4 separate regions of the Mus musculus genome follow, and regions 2, 3 and 4 are each linked to region 1. A link is a contact called in public Hi-C and promoter capture Hi-C data. All regions are on one chromosome and are shown on one strand. Each heading gives the region's core, a stretch centred on a gene start, on an enhancer-like site or on the middle of the called end of the contact. The rest is flanking DNA. Distances are from core to core; before and after follow the strand shown.

The links. Promoter capture Hi-C pulls out the DNA fragments that hold promoters and counts their contacts. A called contact is a pair of places that touch in the nucleus more often than the background predicts. Capture Hi-C pulls out chosen DNA fragments and counts their contacts.
Region 2: a Hi-C map of B cells shows a contact between it and region 1, with 5 read pairs. The contact joins the promoter of Vps39 here to the promoter of Ell3 in region 1. A contact is called at or near these places in 1 of 39 promoter capture datasets (liver), 1 of 484 Hi-C or Micro-C datasets (B cells), 1 of 115 datasets of contacts at active chromatin or transcription factors (astrocytes) and 1 of 9 other capture datasets (adipose tissue).
Region 3: a promoter capture Hi-C map of liver shows a contact between it and region 1, with 2.4 times the contacts expected there. The contact joins the promoter of Tmem87a here to the promoter of Ell3 in region 1. A contact is called at or near these places in 2 of 39 promoter capture datasets (the C10 cell line and liver), 1 of 484 Hi-C or Micro-C datasets (B cells), 2 of 115 datasets of contacts at active chromatin or transcription factors (astrocytes and embryonic stem cells) and 2 of 9 other capture datasets (adipose tissue and liver).
Region 4: a contact with region 1 is called in a promoter capture Hi-C map of liver, with 4 times the contacts expected there. The contact joins the promoter of Exd1 here to the promoter of Ell3 in region 1. A contact is called at or near these places in 3 of 39 promoter capture datasets (liver and pre-B cells), 1 of 115 datasets of contacts at active chromatin or transcription factors (astrocytes) and 1 of 9 other capture datasets (adipose tissue).

What each region holds. Positions count from the first base shown.
Region 1 is chr2:121,441,034-121,446,276 of GRCm38.p6, forward strand. It overlaps Ell3 (elongation factor RNA polymerase II-like 3), which reads right to left and starts at 1,568. Exons shown (of 11, transcript NM_145973.2): 1 at 1,363-1,568; 2 at 1,113-1,148; 3 at 678-790; 4 at 394-580; 5 at 229-308; 6 at 63-138. The coding sequence starts at 1,494.
Region 2 is chr2:120,350,191-120,355,811 of GRCm38.p6, forward strand. Vps39 (VPS39 HOPS complex subunit) reads right to left here and starts at 2,947. Exons shown (of 25, transcript NM_178851.4): 1 at 2,725-2,947; 2 at 1-39. The coding sequence starts at 2,797. It overlaps Tmem87a (transmembrane protein 87A), which reads right to left. Exons shown (of 20, transcript NM_001110496.1): 20 at 5,119-5,621.
Region 3 is chr2:120,401,417-120,406,507 of GRCm38.p6, forward strand. It overlaps Tmem87a (transmembrane protein 87A), which reads right to left and starts at 2,700. Exons shown (of 20, transcript NM_001110496.1): 1 at 2,489-2,700; 2 at 1,294-1,354. The coding sequence starts at 2,644. It overlaps Ganc (glucosidase, alpha; neutral C), which reads left to right and starts at 2,480. Exons shown (of 24, transcript NM_172672.2): 1 at 2,480-3,643; 2 at 4,850-4,912. The coding sequence starts at 3,615.
Region 4 is chr2:119,545,816-119,550,970 of GRCm38.p6, forward strand. It overlaps Exd1 (exonuclease 3'-5' domain containing 1), which reads right to left and starts at 1,812. Exons shown (of 13, transcript NM_172857.2): 1 at 1,192-1,812; 2 at 974-1,067. It overlaps Chp1 (calcineurin-like EF hand protein 1), which reads left to right and starts at 1,892. Exons shown (of 7, transcript NM_019769.3): 1 at 1,892-2,102. The coding sequence starts at 2,036.

The DNA.
Region 1 (5,243 bases), core at 318-2,817:
CAGGCATGCCAGGATTACACAGTGAGAACCGACTCCAAAAAGAGACTAAAGTCCTTGCTTACCTTGTCCAGGCGTTTCTGGCTAGCAGGGGAAAGCAGGGACTGATCAGGCTCTCTGCTTGGAAGATAAGTGTGGTTCCTAGGATTTTTGGAAGGAATGGGAGAGGCCAAGGTGAGAGCTTATTAAAGAAATGTAAGGGTAGAGAGGAGACCCAGCCTGTCTCAGTACCTCATTTCCCATTGTGCCATGGGCTCACTGGAGGATCCTGGGAGTGACTGTTCATGGTGGCTTGCCAGTGGGTCAGACACCTGTCAGGGGAAGTTATAGGAAAACTTGGCTCCCTGGACCTGGGTGTCCCACCTTATGATGACTACCTGCTGTTTCTAGTCTCACCTCATCTGGTGCCAGCTGGGGATGGCCTTCAGGTTCGTCTCCAGTGTCCTGCCAGCTCTCAGACTCTCTGGTACCTTCAGTCAGGTGTTCCTGAGCTAACAGTGGAGCTGGGATAGTATCCATGGCTGCCCAAATAGTGAGTCGCTCTCTAAGGGAGCCCAGGCAGTGGAGACAGTTCGGCCCAGATCTTGAAAGAAGAGTGGGAAAGACAATAGAAAAATGAGTTGGAGATCTTCTGAACACTTCTTCCCATTTCCTGCAAACTTCTCTTACCTTGTCCTTACCTGCCTAAGCGTTGGTACACAAGGTCCAAGCCACCATTAGTGCCCTCTTGGCCACACTGGGATACTATGAAGGAGAAAAGGCAGGACCATCCCGGGCCTGGAAACCTTAGGTACTGGGGTAGGGAATGGTAAACCCAGTTAAGCCGGCCCCTCTTCCTCCTGTCCATGCCACTCCTCCCCAAACAATTCTAAGACTGAAGACAAATCCCCAAGGGGCTCGTTAGCACACCAGGTGCAGCTGGTTCAGAGTTCCCCCAAGAGGCTGAGACTGCACAGTCTCCTGGGACCACAGCCCCACATCTTCATAGGGTTTAGTTCTCATAACTTGCTCAGACTGTGACCTCTGGCAAGCTCCGGCCCAGAGCTCACCTTCCTGGAGCCCACGCTTACGCTCTCTCACCCCCAACCTCCCTCGCACATCCGGCCAGCACTTACCCCTCGGTGGCCTTGGAAAGCGATCACTGGCCGTACCTGCAGGAAGAGCCCAAACACCAGCTGAACACAAAGGAAGCAAAGTCCCCAGGATCGAGGAGGCTGGGGACACCTGCCTGGCCGGCTTCACTTGGAGGCGGGGGGACTGGAATCTGAAAACCCGCACAACCCCAAGTCCCTTCTCCAGCATAGCCTTGGGAGGCCAAGGTCTGGTTGGCCGGGAAGGGAAGAAGGGGCCGGGGGCCAGTCTCACCTGTTGCTGCTGACACTCTTGCAATGCCCGCAGCGCCGCCTCGTTGAGCCTTAGCATCAGGAGGCTGGTCCGAGCAGCGGGGGTGAAGAGGAGCCGCATTTTCCCACTCAGAGCTTCCTGGGTCCCCTCCATGGTGCCAAAGTCGCGCACATGCAGAACCGGGACCACAGGTGAGGGCCACCTCTGCTGTGCAAGCCTAGGCTGGCACTCCCGCCCTCCGGGTCTGTCCCGCCCTCCACCATGACCCCACCCCCGGCACCGCCCCAAAGTTTCCCTGGCCTTGTGGGCGGTACCTCACTCACCTCAGCTGCTGGCCAGAACCCAAGCGGTTTCTTCTTGATTTGGCTTGGGCAGTATTGGACACTATGAGGAGCATTCCAGGTCTAATGAGAAAGGATCTGCTTCGAGGGTCTGACCTGTCACCCAGGATGTCTTGTTCTGCCTCAGTTTTCCCAGTTTCCCCATTCTGGATTCAAAATCGTTGTCTTTAAGTAAAAGCTGAACCTGAAACCACTTGAGGGTTTCAGTCTCACAGGGGAGGGAATCGAGACTGGTTGATAGTCGGATTGAGTCATTTATGCCTCCGAGGCCCCGAAGTACCTAAGGGACCAGAGGATGGCAGACCCCAAGAGGGACCAGTGCAATCCTTTTTCTTTTTCCGCCCGAGTTGCTGCGTCTGCTGAGGCGGATCCCAATTTGGTTTCTAAAAGGGACTTGATGAGGCTGTAAGGCCAGGTGGGTGGGTGCCTCGCAGATTTGGAAGTCTGGCTATCTGGGACTGGAGCCAAGCCTATCGGTGGATGGGGGTGTGGGGCGGGCGTAGTTGTGGCAATAAATAAATAAATAAAATAATAAATCAGAGAGCAGAAAGCCGTAACTCACTCCCAGGTGTTACTATGTAGCCTAATAAACATAAGAGAAAGTGGCGAAACCACAGCTGGCTCCTTTAAAGGCACTCTCCCCTCCTCTTTGAGTCTTTTGTTTTTTCTTTTAGACAGGGTTTCATTCACTATGTAGATCACTCTTGCTGAACTCACTAGCAATTCTCCTGCCTATATTTCCCAAATGCTAGGATTACATGTGTTAGCCTCTACTCTTGACTAAAAGGTGCCTGCAAGTTTCCCAGCAGGGCTACAGATCCTATGGTTTTGAGACCCCCACCCCCACCCCACCCCACCCCACCCCCGACAAATCTCAGGCCAGTGTTTCCTGTCTTTATTTATTTGTGTTTGGTTATGTCTCTCAGACTCTCTTATCTCCTTTTTTCCTAACTGGGATCGAATAACTGGGATATATATTTTATATTAGTGTGTGTGTGTGTGTGTGTGTGTGTGTGTGTGTGTGTGTGTAATTCCAAGTGATTTTAATGCTGTTCATCTCAAAACAAATAATTTGTCTAAACCCATTGAACAATGCACTCAGAACATGTACAATATGTGTATAAGAACAATACACTCCTATATGCAGGGAAATATTCGCAGTAATGCTGATTTTTGTTTGTTTGTTTGTTGTTGTTGTTTTTCGAGACAGGGTTTCTCTGTATAGCCCTGGCTGTCCTGGAACTCACTTTGTAGACCAGGCTGGCCTTGAACTCAGAAATCCGCCTGCCTCTGCCTCCCGAGTGCTGGGATTAAAGGCATGCGCCACCACGGCCAGGCTTACTGACTTTAAAATCTTGGCAACAAGTTGCCAACAGCAACCACAGATACATTTACCTACCTATTGAGCCATTCCATTTCTGTGGAGGACAGTTTATTAACTTTATAAATAGTGGTAGCCCTCTATTTTTCTTTCTTCTTCCTTTCCTTTTCTTCTTTTCTTCTCTTTCTTCTTCATTTTAGAGTCAGGGAGCTCACTCTGTAGAACAGGCTGGCCTCAAACTCAAGGATCTGCCTGTCTCTGCCTCTCAAAAGCTGGAATTAAAGGCTTGGGTTGCCACACCTGGTTTAGCGGGTGTAATTCATAAAGATGATGGCCTGGGCTTTCTTTTCATAGATGTTAGCTGGGACCTTTTGTAGGACTTTCCTGAATTTAAACTTAAAGGAGAGACTAGGGCCTGGGGATCAAGCTTGTGGGTAGAATGCTTGTCTGGCATGCACAGGATGCTGGGAAAGCCTCAGTGGTGTGTATTAGTAGGATGGCTTGTGCCCAGTAGTTCAAAGTGATAACCTAACCTCATTTTAGAAACAATTAAGCCAATAAATACTGCAAGAGCAAATAGAATAGCAGGTAACTGAGGACGATATTTGGAGGTCAGAGATCAGAGCCTAACATTTGTAGGGTGACCACTGACTGCCTGATATTCAGCTTTCACAATAGTTTTTTTTTTTTTAAGATTTATTATTAGCCGGGCGTGGTCGCGCACGCCTTTAATCTCAGCACTTGGGAGTTAGAGGCAGGCGGAGTTCTGAGTTCGAGGCCAGCCTGGTCTACACAGTGAGTTCCAGGACAGCCAGGGCTACACAGAGAAACCCTGTCTCAAAAAAAAAAAAAAATTGAACTCAGGACCTTTGGAAGAGCAGTGAGTGTTCTTACCCACTGAGCCATCTTACCAGCCCCACAATAGGCACATTTTCATGCTCGCATTCACTCATTCAACAAAATTTTCCAGAATACTAGGCTCTTACTGAAGCTCAGGGATAGATCACATAGCAGATTCTTGCTTTGGAAAAGCTTAAATTGCCGGGCGTGGTGGTGCACGCCTTCAATCTCAGCACTCGGGAGGCAGAGGCAGGCAGATTTCTGAGTTTGAGGCCAGCCTGGTCTACAAAATGAGTTCCAGAACGGCCAGGGCTATAAGGAGAAACCCTGTTTCCAAAGACCAGGAAAAAAAAAAAAAAAAAAAAGGAAAAGCTTAAGTTCTAGAAGGGAAGGAAACACTAAAAATTAATGAGAGGAATAAAGAAAATTTAACAGTAACATACAATGCATGTTCAAAGGTGATAATGCCTCTGAAGATAAGGAAAAGAAAGCAGGGGGGGGTGCGGAGCTTGGGAGTGGGAAAGGGGTGGCTGTATAGTCATAAAGTGAGCCAGAGTAAAGCAGGTACTTAGCATACACAGGCCACATATTCAATTCCCATCATACCCCTCTCAAATAAGAAAAGACCCTCGAATGTAGAAAGGCAAGTTTGCACTGAGCTATGGTGAGGTGCACTGACCATCTCACTGAGGAAAGAGAGGCAGCCTGGGCAATTCATCTCCAAGACAAAAGTGAACGGAAAAAGAAATGTGGGTTCACTAGTAAGCCTACTAAGAATACTTTTGGATCTGGGTGTGGTGAGGCACACCTTTAATCCCAGCTTGGAAGGCTGAAACAGGAAGTTCACAGTTCTCTCTGAGCAATTTGGAGAGACCATTATTCAAAATAAGGTAAAATTCCTGGTGCTATAGCTCAGTGGCTCTGGGCTTTGAGAGGCCTTGGGCTCAGTCCTAAGTGCTGGAAAACAGAAGAAAATGAAAGAATCTAGTCCTCCCAGATGCTCCCAAATGTAACTCATCTGCCTCACACACGTGTGTGTAGTTTCTCCCATCACTTTCTAATGATATTTTTGTAAGAACTTGAGTGTTTGCATTAGTATCAGTCAAAAACATTTTTTTGTGGTTCTCTTACCCAATCTCTCTCTCTCTCTCTCTCTCTTGTTTTTGAAACAGAGTCTAATAGTCTCCAGTTGGCCTGTAACTGCTATGTAAACCAGGCTAGCTCCAACCGCTTAGAAATCTGCCTGCCTCTGCCACCCTAGTTTTGGGATTAAAGGTGTGTGCCACCATGCTTGGTTTCTTTTTTTTGTTGTTTTGGTTTTGGTTTTTCGAGACAGGGTTTCTCTGTGTAGCCCTGGCTGTCCTGGAACTCACTTTGTAGACCAGGCTGCCTCTGCCTCC
Region 2 (5,621 bases), core at 1,697-4,196, 1.1 Mb before region 1:
GAAGATGCCCTTGCTTGGTTCCAACAAGAAGCCATTCCTCTAAAAAGAGCCCAAAGAAAGGTAGTTAGCTTTTGTTTAAACCCTATTTCTTTATCATGGATGTCTGAGGAGGATGGAACTGTGGCTCAGTAGGAGAGCATCTCCTAGTGTGAGACATAAACTCTGGGTTAAATCCCCAGAGTGTGTGTGGGGTGGGGAGCACAGGGGCCAAAGAGGAGGAGTGGGAAAGATGTCAGAAAATGAAACAATCTGAAAACACTATTTTGCCAGACATGGTAGTTTGTGCCTATAAGCCCAACACTGGGACCACTAAGGCAGGAGGACTTCACTGAGTTTAAACCAGCCTAGGCTGCCAAGCAAGAGATACTGACAGATAAACAACATCCTTGGCTCCATTGTTTAATATGAAGTTTAGGGGGCCAGGGGGTGTAGCTTGTCTTTTACTACTTGGTGGGTTCTTCTCTCTTCCACCCTTTCTTCCACTCTTTCAACCCACTAACACTAGATAGGAGAGATAAAGGATTAAAAGGAAAGGAGGTGACATTCTTGACAGACTACATCCTGCTGATTAGGGCAAGTTTGATCTTTGCCTTCAAGATAACTAATTTTTTCTTTCTTTGTTTGCAACTACTACTTAACAAACCAAGACAGAAAAGAGTCAACCACCAAACAACAATCCTCTTGGGGCCCTAGCATTCATGTACCCTCTGAAAGTCCCCAGAATTCCAAAGGTCACACAATTGCAGAACCAAAGGCAAAATCACACCCCATGCATAAGGCAAATCATAGTCAGCTGCAGTGGACAGTCTGAAGCGGCCCCATACTACAAACCTGGGATTAAATCAGAAATATATTCTCATAATATTTCTGCGCTTTTTAACATTTTTTAAAAGACATCAAAACCCCAAAAATTGTCTTGTTAGGGTCATGCTATTAGACATCCCAATGCCAAAAAGGCAGCTGGATTCTATAACTGGAGCTCAAGGAAACCTTCAATGTCCTCATTTCTGTTGCCCACAAGAGAGACAGATTATGCCAGTCTTTCAGCTTAAATTTTGTCTGGGTCTTCATGTTCTGATTGCTAGATGAACTTTCCAGACCAACATACACAAAAGGTACAATGACTAGAAGTAGCAATAATTGCTAGTGCTAAAGCAGCAATAGTTATTATCTAAAGCCTGAAAGTGAACAACCTTCCTGTACTCCAGCAGCGACCTTAGTAGCCGAGGGGACCGGGCATTTCTCCTGTTTGGTGTGGGGTCAAAGCAGGACAAAAGCCACTTATCATTCCCAAGCTGGTCTTGAGGAGCTGAGCTAAGTGGCCTCTTTACTCTGACAATGTGGAGTCAATGAGTCTCTCTCAGAGGAGCAGTCAATGACTGTGACACGCTAAGGCAAGTGTGTGGCAGGCAGTTGCACTCATCTTGCTTGGATGTTCTGCCTTAGACTGAACTGAATACCTGCCCTACGTGTTGAAATAGGTAGCACACACTTCTGGTATCATCTATCTGGTGTCATAACCTGTCCTCATGCTTTTGACCCCCAAAGTGTTCTGGGTACACAGATACTATTTCTCATTCATCCTTGTATTCCTGTCCATAGTAGAGAGAACGGTACAGGTGGGTATCCAGAACATATTTAATGAAACAAAAGAGAAATGAACCCCTCCATGTATTATTCTCTATTGAGAGCACTTTCCTCCAGGAAATGAGGTTTTCTTGAGATGGCTGTAGGAAATTGGGTTCTATTCTCTCCCTAATTCAAAGGACTACATCAGTTTACATTGGAGGTACTATTTTACAGAGGCTAGGGGCTGCTCAAAGAAGAGCACAGGGAAAAAAAAAAAAAAAAGATGTGAATCCCTCTAAGGAGGCCACAAAGAACCTGCAAGGATGCCTGGGAAGCGCTAGCAACAGATGCTCGGCACACTGGTCACCATCAACATTTCCTTGTGGTCCATCGTGGTGCCTTCCTTAGGGTAAACTCTACGTACAGATTCTGAACTTTACCTTTGTATGGGCCCTTGATGTTTCTTGATATTTAGGGCATGGACATTAACAGAAAAGACTGAATTATTTTTACGTAGCCTGTTATGGGTAATAACGATGCATAGAAAAGCACTCGATGTAGCCTGAGAGCCAAGATTTACGTTCTTGAACTCCAGAAAACATGAAGGATGCTGACCTTGCTTTCTGCATTGGTCAATCCCAAGAAAAAGTATACAAGGTCGCATGGGTCAGGTTTCACAGCAATCTGTTATGATGCTCTTCCACTTCAGTCAGGTAACTTGGGCACCTCACGACATAAGGTAGTTATATGAGCTAACTACTAAAAGGAAAAATAAACTAAGTGAACACTAAATGCTCTGAAGCATACGGTGCTAACATTGTCTGTCACCTAGAACACACCGCAATCATTTAACAAGGTGAAGCACCTGGCAGGCTTTGCCCTTTTCACTCAAGACTTCTTGGGAACCGAAATGGGCCCCAACAGAGCACATTAATAATGTGAGCTCAGCCTCCAACTGCATAGCGCACAAGAGAGAGCGCGGAGCGTCCACAAATGGACTGTCCTTAGCAATCACGCAAGCCGCCCGGGGTCCAGTCACGTCCGCCCTCTCTGACAGCCTGCGTCCGCAGCCCACCCACAGGGTCAGACGCCTTGCCTCTCTATAGCTCGGCGTGAGGGGCCGCTGCCTCCCTGACCCGAGGCCCCGCGGCTCACCCCAGGCAGCCAGGCAGTCGATCTGCAGGGGAAGCTTTTCCAGGATCGGCACCGGCTCGAAAGCGTCATGCATGGCTGCGGGAGCTTCACCGCCACTGTCCCGCCCCTGCTGCTGGGAGGAGCCTGCCGTCCGAAAACAGGGAAGACTCGTATTCCACCAGGGACCCCTGCTACAGGGCCTTCAGCAACAACTCCATCCTCGCCGCCGGACTTCCTGTTGCCTTAAGCCCGCCCCTTCCGCAGCAGAAGCTCCGCCCCCAACCCGAGTTCACATCCATACCAGCTGCTCAGAGTCCCTTGGTGTTTGTGGTGGTAGAAGAGAAACTGATCTTTTTTTTTTTTTTTTTAAAGATTTATTTATTTGTTTTATTTATATGAGTACACTATAGCTGTCTTTAGACACACCAGAAGAGGGCATCAGACCCCATTACAGATGGTTGTGAGCCACCATGTGGTTGCTGGGAATTGAACTCAGGACCTTTGGAAGTGCAGTCAGTGCTCTTAACCACTGAACCATCTCGCCAGCCCGAGAAACTGATTTTAGGCAGTCAACTTAGTGAAGACCTCGCGATAAAGAGGAATTTAGCTCACTGGGCTGCGTGTCAGGAGAGATGGCAGCCTGACATCCCAGGACGCAGGAGGTTCAGAGTTATCTTCAGTACGTATCAAGTTTGAAGCCAGCCTAGGATACATGAGGCCCTGTCTCAAAAACCAGCCCTCCCAACCACGGAGGAAAAAGGAACTTCTGCCTTGGCGTCAGTCTTGGGTTGGAGATATACCACTTAGGAAATTTGGCTTTTCTTTTTCTTTGGAAATAGATTGTTGCAGGCCTTACTTTCATACTCTGCAAAACCTTCTTCAAAATAAGATTGCTTAGAATCGTGAACATCTGTCAAGTCTGACACACTCTAGCCAGTCAATAGATTGCTTCAGTACCATCATTACATTTCAGCTAATTCTTAGTTGTACCTTAGGTTTACATTGTTAAAGCTGTAGACCAGTGATTCTCTCCTAGTGCCTAGTCAAGCAAGTTTTGAAAAATTCAGGCTCAGACCTCATTCCAACTTTACTCAAACTTTGGAGAGTAGTATGAACTCAAGTAAGTTCATACACTTGAACAGGAAAGCCATTATAGGCTAATGTTCCTTAGCCCGGGCATAATCCCCTAGGGATTGCATACGGGACTGTTATGTGTGCACTGGAGGATGTTGGGAAGCAACCTCAGAATCTACCTGCAAGAGATGTTAGAGAAGCCCGCCCAAAGGTCAGATACATTAATGAAGATGCAATCTGGTAAGCACTTCTGGCGAGCCACTGTTACTGACCAATGTTTCAGGTCAGAGGTCAGATAGATGTCTTCCTCAGCTGTTTTCCACATTATGAGAAATGGCCTGTGTTTTTGTTTGCTCGTTTCTGAGACATATCCACCCCTTTTACAACTAGCCAGCCTAGCTCACTGGCAAGCCAGTAAGCTCCAGGGACCCACCTGTCTCTAGTCTCAGTGTTAAGGGCACTAGCTTTGTCACATGGATGACACGGATCCAAACGAACCCGGATCCTCATGCTGTGTGGCAAACACTTTACAGAGTCATTGTCCTGGCCTCCAGGCCACTGCACCTGGAGACATTACTAAAACATCCGTTTGATTCAATCAATCCAGAATGGGATCAACTGATCAAATGTTTCAGGCCACTGCACCTGGAGACATTACTAAAACATCCGTTTGACTCAATCAATCCAGAATGGGATCAACTGATCAAATGTTTCTTATAAGACTTGCCTTGGTCATGGTGTCTGTTCACAACAGTAAAACCTTAAGACAATACCTTATTTCCTATTATTGTTCTTTAAGGGTTCTACCTAAGGTAGATTTCAAAAAGCCACCACAGCAAAAAGCTGTAGAGAAATGTTCCCTAAATGCTATTAACATTTTACTATGATGTGCTGGTTAGCTTTTTGTCAACATGATATAAGCTAGAGTTACTTAGGAAATTCAGTTAAAAGGAATGTCTCCATCAGATTAGCCTGTAGGCAATTCTGTGGGGGCATTTTCTTGATTAATAATTGATATGGGAAAGCCCAGCCTACTGGCACTCCTGGGAAGGTTGCTCTGGGTTGTATTTTAAAAAATAAATAAATAAAAATAAAATGGGCTGGAGAGATGGCTCAGAGGTTAAGAGCACTGACTGCTCTTCCAGAGGTCCTGAGTTCAGTTCCCAGCAACCACATGGTGGCTCACAGCCATCTATAATGAGATCTGGTGCCCTCCTCTGGTGTGTCATATGTTTCAACAGAAAATAAGATAATCTGTAGTAAAAGTCATGGAAAGAAAGTCTCTACTAGGGTCTGAAAGAAGGGTGTGAAGGGAAAATTTGAAATAAATGAGAGAGACACTAGTTTTGTTAAAATTTTTATATTAAAAAGTGGCATGAACTTTTCATGTAGAACAAAAATTTAGGGAAGGCAAAACTGGATAAAACGATCAAAACTGAAATACAGTGCTTCAAGTGAACCCATCCCTGGTGATGTTATAGGCCGTCTCCAAGCCAACATCAGAAACTAGAACCCTCAATCTGTAAAAAAAAAAAAAAAAAAAAAAAAAAAAAAAAAAAAAGCAGCAGCAGCAGTCTAGGGCCTCCATACCACTTCATGCAAGAATACCTGCTTGTAAAGCAACGGGACCTGTCCCCTCTCTGTAAGCTCCCCTTCTGAAGCATGATAATCCCTCTTGCAGGGCGAATAATCACAGCACGTACACAGAGTGCCTCTTGGCATCTGGTGTAATCCCAAAGAATGGCATGAAGGGAAACCAAGCATGGCCTGTGACTGCAATGCTGCCCTTGGAGGCTGACTAAATGGTACTTAAAAGTTTTGGAGTGTGCACCACATTGCCAGCA
Region 3 (5,091 bases), core at 1,450-3,949, 1.0 Mb before region 1:
ATGCTCAAAACAAAACAAAACACATGAACCAAGATTTAGTAGTTCATGTCTAATAATCCTAGCACTTGAGAAACTGAACCTAAGGCTGGCCTTGGGCTACATAGTAAGAACCTATTTCAAAAACCAGAGAAGCCTGGTAGACCGTGGTGGTGCACCACCTTTAATCCCAGCACTTGCAGGGGCAAAGATAGATGGATCTCGGTGAGTTCCAGGCTAGCCTGGTGTACAGAGTGAATTCCAAGACAGTCACAAAGCTACAGAGAAAAACTCTGTCTCCAAACAAACAAACAAAGTCACATGACAGTGATGATCTAGAATACTATCCCCATCTCAAAAACAGAGCACAGTTTGGCTTCAGATCTTTTGTTTCTCTCACTAGAAAAACTGGCTTTCTTCTATACAGTCCCTATTTCCTGGTAATATCCTTGAACTCAATGTTCCTTGAAGTGTTAAACACTCCCTTGGTAAACATACTGAGTATCTTAGTCAATGGTCTCACAATCTTGGGCCATGTTTTCAGTAAATAGCTAACAAGCACACAAGCACAAAATCTTGTCCTGACTCAGAACAGATCTAAAAATGATGTAAGCACTCTACAAACAAAATTAAATATAATTCAACTTAACTATGATTAAAAATATAATTTATGTACATAAATATACATACACACTGTATAACATACAGCCAATATGAATTCAATAAAGTATACATTAAGTATGTAATACAAATATATAATATAAGCTACATATAATAGTGTATCTATACATAACAGCAAACTGAAAAACAATAAGACAATAAAAATTCATATAAGTACTCAGAATATTGCTCACAGATAGGACTTATAAATTAAATATTTTTATCTAAACAGTGCCAGGTTATTAAAGTTCTGGACTTAAAAATACATTAAGGGGCTAGGGAGATGGCTTTGTTGGTAAGATGCCTGCCTGTCACAGCAAGCATCAGCACCTGAGTTCAGATTCCTAGCATCCATGTAAAAATCCATGCCTGTAATTCCAGTGCCAAAGAAGCGGGCAAGAAGATCCCTGAGGCTGGCTGGTCAGCCAGTCTAGCCAAACCTCAAGCTCCAAGTTCAAGGAGAGAGTCCTTGTCTCAAAAAACAGGGCTGACAGCAACTGAGGAAGACACAAGTAACTGACCTCTGACCTTCACACACATGCATACATGTTCCTACATGCACACAAATGCGCGCGCGCACACAGAAGCAAACTAGGGTAGAGAATAATTTTCTAAGTTTAAAAGATCCGAATAACTCAATGAAGTTTAGAAACTCACATTTCAGTAAGATGGTAGTATTTCTGAAAAGAATCTTTCCAAAATTAAAATAACCTTTCCCCTGAAAAGATAAAGGGAAGATAATTAACATCAGGGCATTTCGATTTTCAAGGCAGAATATGAATACCTACATTTATAAAATATTCAAAATTTTCTTAATCAAAAAGACAGTAACAACATTTTCTTTAGTGAAAGTCAGTCATATCCTAACTATTGGCTCTTGCCGCTCCCTACAGGCCACAGAGCAGGGACTCTTGAGTGGGAGGCTGCTACAAATTTCAACCTAACTTCAAAGTGGCTTGAGCTGGACAGTTCCTTTTTTACTCACGAATCATCCCTCAGAACAACCGACTTTTGAATAAACTTTCAGCAGTTTTACTTTTACATGTAAAAGGACTTAACTATTAATCATTTCAGTAACAAACAGAAAACTACAACTCAAAGCCCAAAACCCTTTACCAACATGAATACAACCTGTAATATTTGCCATATAAATGTACAGTGAACAGGACAAAAAAAAAAAAAAGGCAAAAAGGTCAACGAAATGGCTAATGGTTTTTAAAGCAGTTCTCACCAAAATCTGGTTTTTCTGGTTCAAAGTACTGTACTAAGTCAAACGAGATTCTAAAATGGGTCGACTTATCAGTTAACTATCCAAACAAAAGACTATCCTTACTACACAACATTTTAGAATTGTTTCGTTTTGGCTATTCCCATGTTAAAATGCATTTTTGAATCTCCAAGTCCCCTAATCACAAAAGACGTTTCCAAGTTTAAACCAAATCAAAACCCTTCATCCGTAGGACTATTTTTACAAACACACACACACGAGTTAAAAATAAAGACTTCTATTCACATCTCCCTTTCATCCAGCCCTAGTACTGGATTTTGTAACATTCTAGCTGAAAGAGAAACTACTATCTCTCCCTGTGTATTAAGTTTCTCTCCTGTTCCATGCTTAAAGTTCTGTTACTTTCCCGGTAAGAACACGCTTGGCCCCTGACACTCCTCGCCTACAGCAAATAGCTCAGCTCTCAGCTCAGGGCAGGTGGGATCCCGTCGGCAGCTACACGGACGCTCTGGGTATTCCACTCACTTTGGGAACCCGACTTTCCAGAAATCTTCCTGGACCCCTTGGGCCACCGTAGCCCCACCTCTTACCCCCTTCAGGCTCAGTAGCGACCCCAACACTCACCGACGGCATCGGAATGTGCCACTTCGATCTATCTGCAGCAAACACGGGTGCCGGACCTGCACCAAGAAACGATAATGGGAACGGCTGCGCCCCTAAAAGAAGAAAAATAACAGGAGACACCTGAAGCCACGCAGCCACCGCCATCTTCACAGCCATGAAGCGCCTACCCAAAGTATTGAGCCTTCTTCCGGCTAGGTAGTTCCGCCTTCTTCCGGCTCGTCCCACCCTCTTCCGGCGCTACTTTGTGGGCGGGATTATCCGGGTCCTTGAAACTGTGCTTCTTCCCACAGACGCTCAGAGCGCCCCAGAAACTTTGAGTCTACTGCGCAGGCGTCCTCCTGTTTCCCTGCGATCGTGGCCTGGAGGTGAACTAGCAGAGTTTTGAGGTCTAGTGCTTCCCTCTGTTCTTCCAGCCCTTAAAGGAACTCAGTGCAGCGGCCAAGGCTTTGCTTTTCCTGCTTCTTCCCGCCCCTCATCCTTTCCAAGTCAAGGTCAGGCGCAGGCCAGACGTCTGTAGAAGCGCGCACACTGGATGCATGATTGACATCAAGTACTGAGTTCTCTGGCTGTCGAGCTGTGGCAACAGAGCCTGGAATGTGACGGGGCTGAAGTAGAAACGATTCATTAGCTCCAAAGTCCCTTTTGACCCTGAAAGACTGTGGGGCAGCTGCAGCATAGTTTGACAGGCGACATCAGCGTCCAGCAGTGATCCAGACTGTACTCCCCATTCGAAACTAAAAGTGAGGAGAGATCAGGTCAGCTTTCGGTATTGTAGAGTGACAGCCACTAAGACTGACCCTTATTGGTGGTGCTTCCTGTTTCTCACACTCTTAGATTTTAACCTCTAGGGCAGCGAGCACATCTCCGCCAATAAAAGCAAAGTTCATCAGCCACTCTCAACCTAGAAATATTTACCAAGTACTTTATCCCTGTAAAGACGCTGGTTTACGCTTGAGATAATACCAGATGAAAAAAAATTAAGATTGGCTTCTGCCCGAAGGGGACTCTTGACTGTGATGAAGTACGGGTTATAATTTAGCAAGCCTGCTTGTCACCGTTTTTTTAAAGATCGCCTGAGACTGTGGCCTGAGAGTTAGGAGTCAGGCAGAGTTAACATCCTTGTGCCATGGAAGCAGCTGAGAAAGAGGAAATCAGGTAAAGGGCAATTGCTCCCCCCAAGAACGGACTCCAAAAACAACCTTCTAGCTTTGATGGCTTCACTTAGGTTTTAAAGCACTTCCTTGAATGCTTGCTATTTGCTTCATCGTTCTTTATTGGTTCTGCGGGGATTTGGGTAATGTTAATAGCTAACCTCTCATAAAGTACTTTCAGGAGGATTAGATAAGTTTAACAGTGGAAAGGTTGCCTTCCAAACTCTTAAATGGATTTTTGAGCGGGCTGCCCCTCCCCAAGGCTCATTCAACTGGAAACGGAAGACAGCAAGGTCTCCTCATGTTTGCACACTGGATTAAAATAAACGGTGCCAAACCAGAGTTTAATGAGGGTATTTCTTTCTTTTTTTTCTTATTCTTTTTTTTTCTTTTTTCACTATAAAAGTTTCTTGGCATGACTAGGTGTGTTTTATCTCTCCCGACCTGTTTTTATAGTTTAGCTTCTTTCAAAATCATGAACTCACTAACTGCAGGTGCAGAAAGCCACACCTCTTCACCAAAGCGAGTGCTCCTCACCCTCCAACCCCCTTATAGCTTATAGTTGTTTTAACCAGAGAAAGGCTAGTCAAAATACATATAAATAGTAGTAATGTATATCTTCTTACATTTTATTCCAGATACAGTTCTGGAAACTTGATGTTAAAGAATATTAACCTATAGATTGTTGGAATCCTCTTAGCAGTTTTTCCTTCTTCTGTATTTGTTTCTATTCTGACTCTGGCACCTGCACATATCTTTTTTTAAAAGGATTCGGAGCCTTATCTTGCAGTTGTATGTTAGACTTTAATAGAACATTTAGGTACACTGTGTCTTCAGGTCTAAACTCTCTGGAAGTATATGTCCTGAAAATATTTTGCTCTTTAAATAGGAGAGTAAGTTGCTTGTTTGGCTTGGTTGAGAGTTCAGGTTTTGGTGTTGTGGCTATTATCTTAAAAGTGCCTTCCTCCTTTCCCATAGCCTTCAGACCACGCCTATGAAACTATTTTGTAATTCATGTTGGTAGTTTTACAAAAGGATATTGTTCTGCAGCTCACATTCTGTCACCCCATGAAGTCTTATGTTACAGCAGTGACACAGTTTTGGGTACAGAATAAGTTCCAAACATTTGTACCATCATTAGGGAAGGTACAAAAATTGAGCTCACAATTCTTATGTAAAATATATTTCTTTAAAATGTCTTCTGATTTAGTGTTGAAGATGAAGCAGTGGATAAAACTATTTTCAAAGACTGTGGCAAGATTGCATTCTACAGGTAAGTAAATACTTCACCCAGAAGGAATTCTCTACAGAATTCCCAAATTATTCCCACTAGGCTTTTGAGAACTGAGGGGATAAGGTCATACTCTCTAGGAAATCTAATATTTACTATTCAATTATTTAAATTGTGTTTTATTTTAAAATCCTAAGTACTTTTAAATAATTTTAAATGTG
Region 4 (5,155 bases), core at 562-3,061, 1.9 Mb before region 1:
GTTCAAATTCCAGCAACTACATGGTGGTTCACAACCATCTAGAATGAGATTTGACGCCCTCTTCTGAGTGTCTGAAGACAGCTGCAGTGTACTTACATATAATAAATAAATAAATCTTTAAAATAAATAAATAAAAATTAGGAAGGAAAAAAAGGTCAGGATGAAGAGATGAGCTTCCAGGCCAACTGAGAATGGGATTATGTATACATCTGACCTCAAGATTTCCATACCACAGTTATGATCTCAATGGGTAAGTTAACCAGGGATAATTAGGAAAACAACTGAGTCAGACTAGAAATTTAGTGGGCAGGGAGGCCTTGCAGGACTCAGCCCGAGTAACTTTGAAGCTAGTAGTCTAAGGTGAGTTGAGAAAGGTGCTACGATATCTAGGTAGTAAGCTGGTTCTAAACCAAGGAGTGAAGGGATCAGACTCGTGAAGCTACAGGAAAACTAAGGCTTCACTTGAGAGGGTGTACACTAACATGCAGCTTTCAGCTTTTTCATCAGCACAAACAAAATACCAGAAGAATAAAATGCACCTGGCTTTGATCCCAGCTCTTGGAAGGCAGAGGCAGGTGGATCTCTGTTAACTTAAAGACCAGCCTGATGTACATACTGAGTTCCAGATCAGCCAGGGCTACACAGAGAAACCCTGTCTCGAAAAACCAAAAAGAAAAAAAATTCGGATTTTTAAACCGTAAGCCAGCAGTTGTTAGGTGAAAGCAGGAAAGATGCAAGTTGAGCCCAGCCTAGGCAATATTGGGAAATCCTGTTTAAAGATTTGCCACTCATGGGAGAATTAGGAGTTTATGCTCAGGACAGCCTGAGCCTGTAAAACCCTTTCTAGAAGTGGAGAAATGATTCTCTTTTCCAGAAAAGCCCTGACTAGTCTTGGCCAGGCTTAAAAATCCTAATTTTTAAGACAAGAAAAAATCCAAATAAATAAACCGTGCTCGGTCACAATCTTTCTCACCTTCAGGGTCCTCTGTCCCCACAGCAAAGGAGTTTGAGAAATTCCGACCTTAATTCTAGTCAAATGGTGAGTTCCTTAAACTAACGAGGGACTACTGTTAAAAAAAAAAAAAATTCTGGGAGTTATCCCGGCACAGCTTTGACGCAAAAAAGTTCTCAACGCCAGCCACTGAAGCCGCAGAGCCGACCACGCCCTCGCCCTCCGGGTGAATTACTTGCCTCTTTCCGGAGGAGCCAATCAGCGCGCAGCCTCGAGCCCATTCCCAGCGCCCCCTGCGGCCGGGGTAGAGAGAGCAGAAAAGATGCTGCCAGGAGCCATGCAAACCCCAGGCGGCTCTCAGCGCCCCCTGCGGCCGGGGGGAGGAGCGCAGGAAAGATGCAGTCTCTAGGCGTGCTGGGCCACAGTGGCTGTGGACTCCCTATTCTTAGGACCAGGGGAGTGAGAGTGAGAGGAGAGGAGAGGAGAAAGGAGGGAGAAAAAGAGATAGAGAGATACAGAGAGATGGAGAGCGAGCAAGAAAGAGTGCACTGCACTACTCTGGGGATCCACCTTAGGGTTTTGTCCCTCGTTTCGTGGGTTTGGTTTCTCTCCTGAGTCTCCGTCACCTGTAGGGTGGGACTCCTGGTACCTGAGTCCTGTGAAAAACCTGCTGGCTACCCTAGTGAGTTTGCCTCTGGTTTGTTCGAACACAGTGGCGAGACCGCACTGCCCTTTTAAGTGCAGTCCCTAGCGCCACAGCGGTATCGCCGCTTTAAGTCCGGCGGCTGCCCTGGTTCCGCGGGGCGGGGCCTGCTTCCCTTCGGACTCCCGCAGCCTCCGGGCTGATTCATTCCGGGCTCGAGAGCCAAGCTTTGACGTTAGCGCCTGCGCAGGGCGCGGCCTCGCTCCCGATTGGCTGGTGTCGGGCCGCCCTCCCCCGCGCTCCACCCCTTGTTTCTCTCCCCGGGCCGCAAGAGAAACAGTGCCCTCTCCCTTCTTGACCCCTGGCCCTTCCCTCCCTCCTTCCCTTCTGCCGCTGCTGCTTCTGGCGCTGCCGCTCCCGGAGGAGCTCCCGTCACGGTGATGGGGTCTCGGGCCTCCACGTTATTGCGGGACGAAGAGCTCGAGGAGATCAAGAAGGAGACTGGCTGTGAGTTCGGGTTGGGGGTGGGAAGGCGGCCCGGCGCCTTCGGCTGGCCTCAGTACTGACAGCGGTCGTCGCTGAGGGCTTGATCTGGGGTGCGGTGACTTTGTTGGGATGGTCCCATGCAGCCTCCGGTGCTTTGGGTAACCGAAGGCTAGAATACCTGTACGTTCATCTGTAGCTTCTTGGAGCCGGGATGTGGTTCCTCCGGTGCTGTCTTGCTCAAAAGCCCGGAATCTCGAGCACAGACACCACCACTCCACTCTTGCCCGTGAAGGTCCGCGAATTTTCTTCCTTATGGTTCCTCCTACAGAAGCATCCTGAACAGTAGATAAAGTAGAAGCAAATCCAGGAAATGTGAATGGTTCCTGGAGAAAACGTTATACATCCTAATGAGGTTTCTGAGCAAGAGCTAAAACTACTAAAATCACACACAGGGAAAAACTCAACAAAGAAGATCATAGAGAAAGGCTTGTGACCAGGAACTGAAGACCTCTAAGCAATCAAGAGTCCAAAAACCCGAGTGAGGCTTTTAAATCTGAATCGTTGGAGAAAAGCCACGGGTATAGTGGTCAAGGTTTAAAGACACAGTGAAGACATTTGTCCTATTTTTATATATATTGATATCTGCTGTGTTGCTGTACTTTATGCAATTGATATTGAAATTGGATGTACTCCAAAATCTGTGAATTTGTACCAGAAACATACATACTCTAGTTTCTTCCTTGTTAACCTGAACAAAGGAGCAACAGGGCTTTGGGAATTGAGAAGCACAGAAAACACCTCCATACCTTTGAAAGGCCCTTGGTAGTGTATGATACAATTGTATGGCTACAATGCTTTCTCAGTGATCCTTTGCGGCTCTCTTTGATTTTCGTAAGCCATGTCTTCATGGTACCTGTCTTTGATGATAATGTGAGCAAATAACCCAGTGGCAGATCGTGCCAAGGAGTACAGGGAACTACGGAATTCTCCAGGAATGAGTCCTTGGGTAAATGACAAGTTGTTCTGGCTGTCTGACAAGTTAAACTTTCTAGAGTATTCAGGTTGAAAGAGATGTGGTCTAGCCCCACCCCCTGTCAGGTTGCTTTGCTTTTAATCCCTTACTAATATGTGGCCAATTTTGAGTGAATGACAGAGAATACTTAGCTTTTTATAGAGTTTGGCCAGTCACGCTTAAGGATTCCATGAGTAAAAATGCACACAGTTGGATTTAGCAAGCTTTTACCTCTGACCCTACTTGTAAATGTAATGACTTCTCTCTGATTATGTTTAAAGCCCAGAGTCACGTCATGGGGAAGTATAGTGAGTATGGAGCAAGCTATTGTTTTGTTTTCTTTTGTTTTTTGATACAAGATCTTACCTTGTAGCCCAGACTTGCTTAGAATTCACTACATAAACTGGGCCTGGTGGTGTCCATACCTTTAATCCCAACACTCCAAAGGGAGCAGAATTTGAGATCAGCCTGATCTACATAACAGGCTCCAAGATAGCTAGGGCTACAGAGGGAAACTCTGTCATGAAAAACAAAATACAACACAAAACAAGACAAACAGAAAAATTCACTACATAGCCCAGGCTGGTTTCAAACTCATGACAGTCCTCTTGCTTCAGCCCCCCCAAGTGCTGGGAATATAAGTATGAGCCACCATGCTTAATTGAGGAAAAGCTGTTTTCTTTTCAGAATGAATGGGACAGTGATGTCATTCCAATTTCATTAGTCCTGGGTGTAGGACTGAGTTGTTTTTCCTTGTGACTCATGGACAAACCTAAGTGATCATGTAAGAACTATTATCCTGGTTACCCAACAGTAACTCAAATATGACAAAGATACCCTAAATTCCCAGCAAAACCACTGTATATATTGATTGGGAAAACCTAATGAAACAAAAAGTGAGTTTTCCCAGTGCCTGTTTAATACTATGCTAGACATTGAGAGCAGATGGTAACAAGACACCCACAACCTGGCCAGGGAGATAAGCCAGAGACAAGTTGTGATTAGCATCAGGGCATAAGGAAGCTAAAAACGTACAGCATCCACCTTCAGAATTTAGGGAAGAGAGTCTATGAGCTGGCTTTGTAGGGTATAGGAATTGGGTTTTGATGCATGAATGGATTAATTTTTGATAAATTAACATAGAGTGTTTCGGTGGCTTTCAGCAACTGTTACACCCTACTTAGCTACAATGCCATTCCTCTACCTTAGGAATTGAGCCATCAGTGTATTTAAGTAGGACCCATCAAATCTCTAGGTAGCAGAGATTTGTTTCTTCTTCTCCTTCTCCTCCTTCTCCTCCTCCTCTTCTTCCTCCCCCTCCCCTTTCCCCTCTCCTCCCTTCCCTCCTCCTCCTCTTCCTCCTCTTTCCCCTCCCCCACCTCCTCTCCATCTTCCTTCCACCCGATTTCTTCTCCTCCTCTTCCTCCTTCTCCTTCTTTTTCCTTCTTCTTTTCTTCATCCTCCTTTTCTTCCTCCTCTTCTTTTTTTCTCCTCTTTTGATAAGCCCAGACTGACTTCAAATGAGATCCTATTACTTCAGCCTCAAAAGGACAGGGACTAAAGATGTGTGCAACACTCCTAAAATGCCTGTGATCCTAGTATTAGGGAGGCAGAGGCAGGCAGATTTCTTGAGTTCAAGGCCAGCCTGGTCTACAGAGCAAGTTCCAGGACAGCCAGGGCTACACATAGAAACATCTTTAAAAAAAAAACTGTGTGTGTGTGAGTGTGTACACACAAGGCCAATGGAGCTGCAATTTAATACTTAGCCACTAAATACTAGGAAAAGTAATTCTGAGTAAGAACACAACTTTCATCATATATAAAACAGAATTAGTAATAATAACTTACTTTTTAGACTTCTTACCCTGAGAAATGAAAAAAGGTCCTTAGCATGCTGCTGGTATTATTGTCATGTAGTTGCTAACCATTCTTTTTTTTTTTTTTTTTTTTTTAATTTCCAGGGGTTTTATTTTTTATTTTTTGATTTTTTTTTTTTTTTTTTTTTTTTGGTTTTTCGAGACAAGGTTTCTCTGTGTAGCCCTGGCTGTCCTGGAACTCACTT